Linked DNA regions of Pan troglodytes: region 2 is linked to region 1. The links are chromatin contacts, called in public HiChIP or PLAC-seq maps. All regions are on one chromosome and are shown on one strand. Each heading gives the region's core, a stretch centred on a gene start, on an enhancer-like site or on the middle of the called end of the contact. The rest is flanking DNA. Distances are from core to core; before and after follow the strand shown. Region 1 holds the start of PYGB (glycogen phosphorylase B). Region 2 holds the start of ABHD12 (abhydrolase domain containing 12, lysophospholipase).

Evidence for each region. HiChIP or PLAC-seq counts read pairs in DNA pulled down with a chosen protein or histone mark.
Region 2: a contact with region 1 is called in an H3K4me3 HiChIP or PLAC-seq map of stem cell-derived excitatory neurons, with 2.8 times the contacts expected there. The contact joins the promoter of ABHD12 here to the promoter of PYGB in region 1. A contact is called at or near these places in 1 of 7 Hi-C or Micro-C datasets (stem cell-derived neural progenitor cells) and 1 of 1 datasets of contacts at active chromatin or transcription factors (stem cell-derived excitatory neurons).

Annotation. Positions count from the first base shown.
Region 1 is chr21:31,779,173-31,781,872 of NHGRI_mPanTro3-v2.0_pri, forward strand. It overlaps PYGB (glycogen phosphorylase B), which reads left to right and starts at 1,308. Exons shown (of 20, transcript XM_016937584.3): 1 at 1,308-1,706. The coding sequence starts at 1,464.
Region 2 is chr21:31,923,995-31,926,694 of NHGRI_mPanTro3-v2.0_pri, forward strand. It overlaps ABHD12 (abhydrolase domain containing 12, lysophospholipase), which reads right to left and starts at 1,373. Exons shown (of 13, transcript XM_016937585.3): 1 at 994-1,373. The coding sequence starts at 1,184.

The DNA.
Region 1 (2,700 bases), core at 58-2,557:
TTTTTATGACTTCTGAATTGCCAGATCACCCTCAGAGAGATTGCATCAGTGTTCGGAGCTTGCAGCCAAGCTGGACCCCACAGCCCTGCCATCTGTGCCCGAAGTTCGATCTTGTTGGCTCCAGAATCCCTAGGACATAGTGCAGGAGTGAATCCCGAGCTGGAGCTGGGTGGGCTGTGGGGTCATTCCAGATTGATTAACCTCCGACCTCTGAAGTCTGCAGCTGGAAGGGGCTCCAGGTAAGAAGATAACTTTGAAGCATCACACCAGGAAACCTACTGCACCTGGACTTTCATGACATCTCCTGCGGGCAATTTTTACCTCCATGAAATTCAGTAACCTTTGCAGCCCCTTCAGCCCAAGACCACCAGGAGCAAACCTGTGGTCCCACAAAATCGGGTGTACTGACCCACTGCAATGAGGGAGCGCCTCCCAAGAACGAAGGGAAAGGCAGAGTTTGAAGGGGTTGAGGGAAGGCAGAGTTTAGGTGACCTTTACATGAAGCAGGGTTCCCACAGGCTGAGGCCAGCAGGACTGTGTTCCGCGGGGCCAAGTGCGGGAAGCTGTGTGCAGACGCCCCCTAGCTGGAGCTGCAGCCTGGATTGGGATGACAGAGGCTAAGTCTCGGTTAGTGGCTGAGCTCCCCGGCCAGACGGGCATGTTTCCTTCTCCCTGCTGTAATCTCAAAGCGGACAGCGTCTGCCGGGTGGTTTCGGGAACAGGGTTTCTCCGAGGGCTAGGGGGCTGCGGTCCCTCCGAGGCGGGGTCGTGGTGGCACTTGGCTGTGGCTGCCTCGCGCCCTCGGGAACGGGCGTCTCCAGCTCGCTGGCAGCTGGTTTTCTCCACGTCTGTCATCGGCCTGGAGTGGCAAGCAAGTAGCTGGTATTTTCAGAGCCGCCCTGCCCCGGACAGAGAAGACCGGGCCCAGCAGGCGTTGGTGGATGCCTTTCAAGCTGTAATCAGTTTCCCCGAACGTGTACCAGGTCTCGGCCACAGCCCGAGCCCAGCGCGCTCCCGCGGGGCACCTGGTGACCCGGTGCAGGGCGGGAGGGCAGGTTCCAGGAACCCGAGGGCCGGAGGGCAGGGCCCCCTTCCCGCACCGTCCCCGGGCTGGCAGGCGCGGCCACGACGGCACGCTCCGAGGCCCCGGGTCCCTTGCCCCCTCCAGTCGCTCCCACTTTCTGCCGGGCTTGCCCAACGAGGGGGCAAACACCACTCTCAGGTGGCGTGGACAGGTAGCTGCCGCCTCGGACTACACCAGCGATCTCAGCTATGAGCCTGGACGCCCGCCCCGCCCTCCCGAGGCCCCGCCCCGGCGCGGCGCGCAGGCGCGGCCCATCCCGCCCGCAGAGCCGCAGTGCCGGGCGCCAGAGCAGCGGCGCCAGAGCAGCTGCACCATCCCGGCGTTCGCGTGTGCCGCCGCTTTCCTCCTCCATCTCTTTTCCTCCGCCTCCGCCGGCGCGATGGCGAAGCCGCTGACGGACAGCGAGAAGCGGAAGCAGATCAGCGTGCGCGGCCTGGCGGGGCTAGGCGACGTGGCCGAGGTGCGGAAGAGCTTCAACCGGCACTTGCACTTCACGCTGGTCAAGGACCGCAATGTGGCCACGCCCCGCGACTACTTCTTCGCGCTGGCGCACACGGTGCGCGACCACCTCGTGGGCCGCTGGATCCGCACGCAGCAGCACTACTACGAGCGCGACCCCAAGGTGAGGCGCTGCCCCGCCCTGTGCGCCCGGGCCCGCTGAGAGGGCGCCGGTCCCGGAGCCGCGCCAGCGGGGGTCTCTGCGGGGCGGCCCGTCGGGCGTTACCCGCGCCCCTAGCCGGCCGGCGGCCAGGCACAGCCGACTGGGGAGTCGCCTGGAAGCCGCAGTCGGCGGGGGCCGGGCGTCCCCTGCGCAGGGCCGCGGCCACGGGTCCGCCCCACTGGGAGCCCGCGCCTGGCGGGGTCCGCCGTCCCCCGCAGATGATGCTGAGCCCGGGAGCCTGGCGGACGTTCCTGGTCTCTTTCTGGCCGTGCGCTTCCGCGCTGGCTGCAGAGCCCGTGCTCCCCGCCCCTGCCTCCAGCCACTCTTTGTTTTCCTGCAGCAGCCTGTGGGAGAAAATGGGACTGGAACCAGGCCTGGGCAGCCTTGTGGGTTGGAATGGGGTGAGCTCGGTAATCTGCAGGGAATTGTGAGACTTTTTTTTGTGTACGCTGCTTAGAAGAAAATCACTGAAGATGCCTGCTTCACGCAGGGAGGGGTATGAAGCTCAGAGATGGAGATGGAGCCCTCGAAGAAGGCTCTGTCCAGAGGTTCCCACACCTCCCTTGGAGAAATTTGCTTGGGTTGAAGTTGACAGAGATCATCTTACTAATTGTTACTTTTTATGTCTTGCAAAAATTTGTTTGAGTAGTGAAACGTTAAAGTCACTGATTGTCCCCGTTACTCTTAACCATGTTTACTATGGGCCTGTGTTCTTGCTGTGTTTTTGGTATTCCTAAATATACATACACATTTTTAAAAAGTGTAATGCACATACAGTTTTTTAGATTTTCTGTTTCATTCGTAAACATTTGTAACTTTTTCACTGATAAACAGCTTTGCAGATCAATGGATAGGATGGTAGTTTTCAGTTTGATAGGTACATGGTAGTCTTGCACAGCCCCCTGTTGCCAGTTTTTTGTTGTTGTCGTTTGCTTTTAAACTCTTGACCATGGAG
Region 2 (2,700 bases), core at 123-2,622, 140 kb after region 1:
CCACGAAGTAGCAAGGCTTCAAAAGCTTTTAGGAATGCTACGTTCTACAACAGCCAGATAACTAGGAAACCAGCAGATGGGAGGAGAAATCTGTCCCTATGAAACACGTTCCCATCTCAGTTTTGAAAGTGGCTTTATATAAACGCATTCATCTTCTACCCAATAACCCAAAGGTTATTGAACGCCAATAACCAAACGACTCAGGACTGCGAGATGATTCCCAAGGAGGCGAACTTGTGCGGACAGATTTCAAGTACCACGAACCATCACCAGCAGAGCGAAGGACAGGTTTCCCTCCGACGGCTGCGATGCTCCGAGTCCCTCCTCCCCCTAGCACCCCGCGGCCCACTGAGCCCTTCCCCAAAGGTCCCCGAGTTCTGAGCGACGCACGCCCCCGACCCTAGTTACCGGGGAGAGCCGCCGAGGGCCCAAGGCGCCAGTAAGGCTCCGCGCACGCAGCCCAGCCCGAGGGGCGCCCGCCCGGGCGCTCGGTGTGGGGCCTGATGCAGAGCAGGAGGAGGAGGTCCGAGTGGGCCCCAGCGCTCTCAGGGTCTGGCGCCGGCCCCTCTGCCTCCCGCCTCTGCTGTGCTTGGCGTCCAGGGATCTTCCAAGGACTCCCCACCCCCTAACCCTGCTCTCCCACGCGGGGTCATGACTTCGGGCGGCGCCAAGCCCCCAGCGTAAGGGTCCCCCCGGCTTCCCCGGGAAAGGGTCGGGGTGCAAGGCTAGGCCGGGAGTGCCTGGCGATAGGGCCGGATTAGGACACAGGGGGTCAGCTGCAGGGCAGGGCGCTCCCGCCGCGGTGCCTGGGGAAGGGAGCGGGGGTGGGGCTGCCGCGGGCCAAATGCGGGACACAGGCGCGGACGGGGGCGGCCGCGGATCGGGCGGACGGCCACTCTGGGAGGGGCTGGGAGGTACAGCGGCCCCCTGCGGGACGCACCTGCGCAAAGTGAGGAACCGCCCCCCCCGCCCCCGCTCCGCGCGAAGCCTCACCTGCCCAGCGCCCGCTTCATTCCCGCGTCGGCTGCGCAGCGCGGCTCAGCCGCCGCCGGGCCCGTCAGGCGTAGGTTCTGCTTCAGGCGGCAGTCGGCGTCCAGCGCCGCGGCGGCCGAGCCGGAGGAGGACGAGCCCGCGGCGGCGCAGCGCTCATGCTCCAAGGCGACGGGCTCGGTCCGCTTCCTCATCCCGCGGCCGACAGGGCCAGCCGCCGACGGCGCCCGCTGGCCTCCGCCGCCTGCGCCGCAGTGCCGCCGCTCACAGCCGCCGCCACCCGGAGACCGGAGCCCGGAACCCGCCGCTCCTCACATCCCAGCCCAGGCCGCTGCGCCGGCTACGAACCAGCGGCGGGGGCCCGCCAGCCAGGCCAGCCAATCAGCGCCGGGCTCCCGCCGGCTCTGCCCTACCCCCCTCCCCCGGCCCCGCCCCGGCCACCTCCTCTCTAGTTCCAAGGAGCGCGCGCCCAGCATCCCTGGCGCCACCCGCAGCCATTTTGTGGGAGGGTGGGCGAAGCTGCAGCGGCGCGTCATCTGCAGGGCAGGGCTCTGGGCTCCATCCCCAGGCTGCAGCTGTGCTCGCCCGGGCGCTCGGTGTGAGGAGCACCCGCTCCCGGTCGTGCCCGAAAGGGGTGGCCCAGCGAGGCAGAGCCGCAGCGCTGGGCCCCTCGCGCTTCTGTGAACGGAAACCCAGAGGTAGCAAATAGCAGTTCCGTTCTCGTGATTCTTAATTCTTTTAAAGGACATTACCTTTAAAAGTATGCTTTCCGGTCGTCAGTTTTTAATTTGAAGTAAATGTATATACTGTTTACTTTTGGGCCGAACATCTGGAAATGAACTGCTTGAAAAATTTACTTTTTAAAAACCTGTGTTAGATTTTAGATTTTTATAAAGCAATTAAGACTACCTGATGGGAGGAAAATCCATTTCAAAGATAAATTCGCCCTTATGAAACCCAAATTTAGTACTAATTCAACCCATCCTAGAAAGAGAAAAGGAAAGAATAAAGGGCTGTTTCACAAATTTAGTTTTATAACTTTGGCTTTCTTCAATATGGCCTTAGTTTTACAGATGATCTATAACCAAGAGAGATATTTGCTTATTCCAAAGTAACGTTAGAAATTTCAGTATTTGTCACTTTGAAAACTATTGGCAATTGATAAAGGTCAATTGGAAATGCGTTTAGAAATTCAACAGCTTTTGATATTAGTGTTTTTTTTTTTTTTTTTTTTGAGACGGAGTCTCGCTGTCGCCCAGGCTGGAGTGCAGTGGCGCGATCTCGGCTCACTGCAAACTCCGCCTCCCAGGTTCACGCCAGTCTCCTGCCTCAGCCTCCCAAGTAGCTGGGACTACAGGCGCCGGCTACCATGCCCGGCTAATTTTTTTGTATTTTTAGTAGAGACAGGGTTTCACTGTGTAGCCAGGATGGTCTCGATCTCCTGATCCCGTGATCCGCCCGCCTCGGCCTCCCAAAGTGCTGGGATTACAGGCATGAGCCACCGCGCCCGGCTGCTTTTTAAATTAGTTTTGTAATGATACTTTGAAATTGCAAAATAATTTATTGACTGTATTACTAAGTGTTACAGCCTGCATTCATAATTGTGTCAATATCTCCAGATATACTTTTTAAAAACATTATGGGCCGAGCTCAGTGGCTCATGCCTGTAATCTCAGCACTTTGGGAGGCGGAGGTGGGTGGATCACTTAA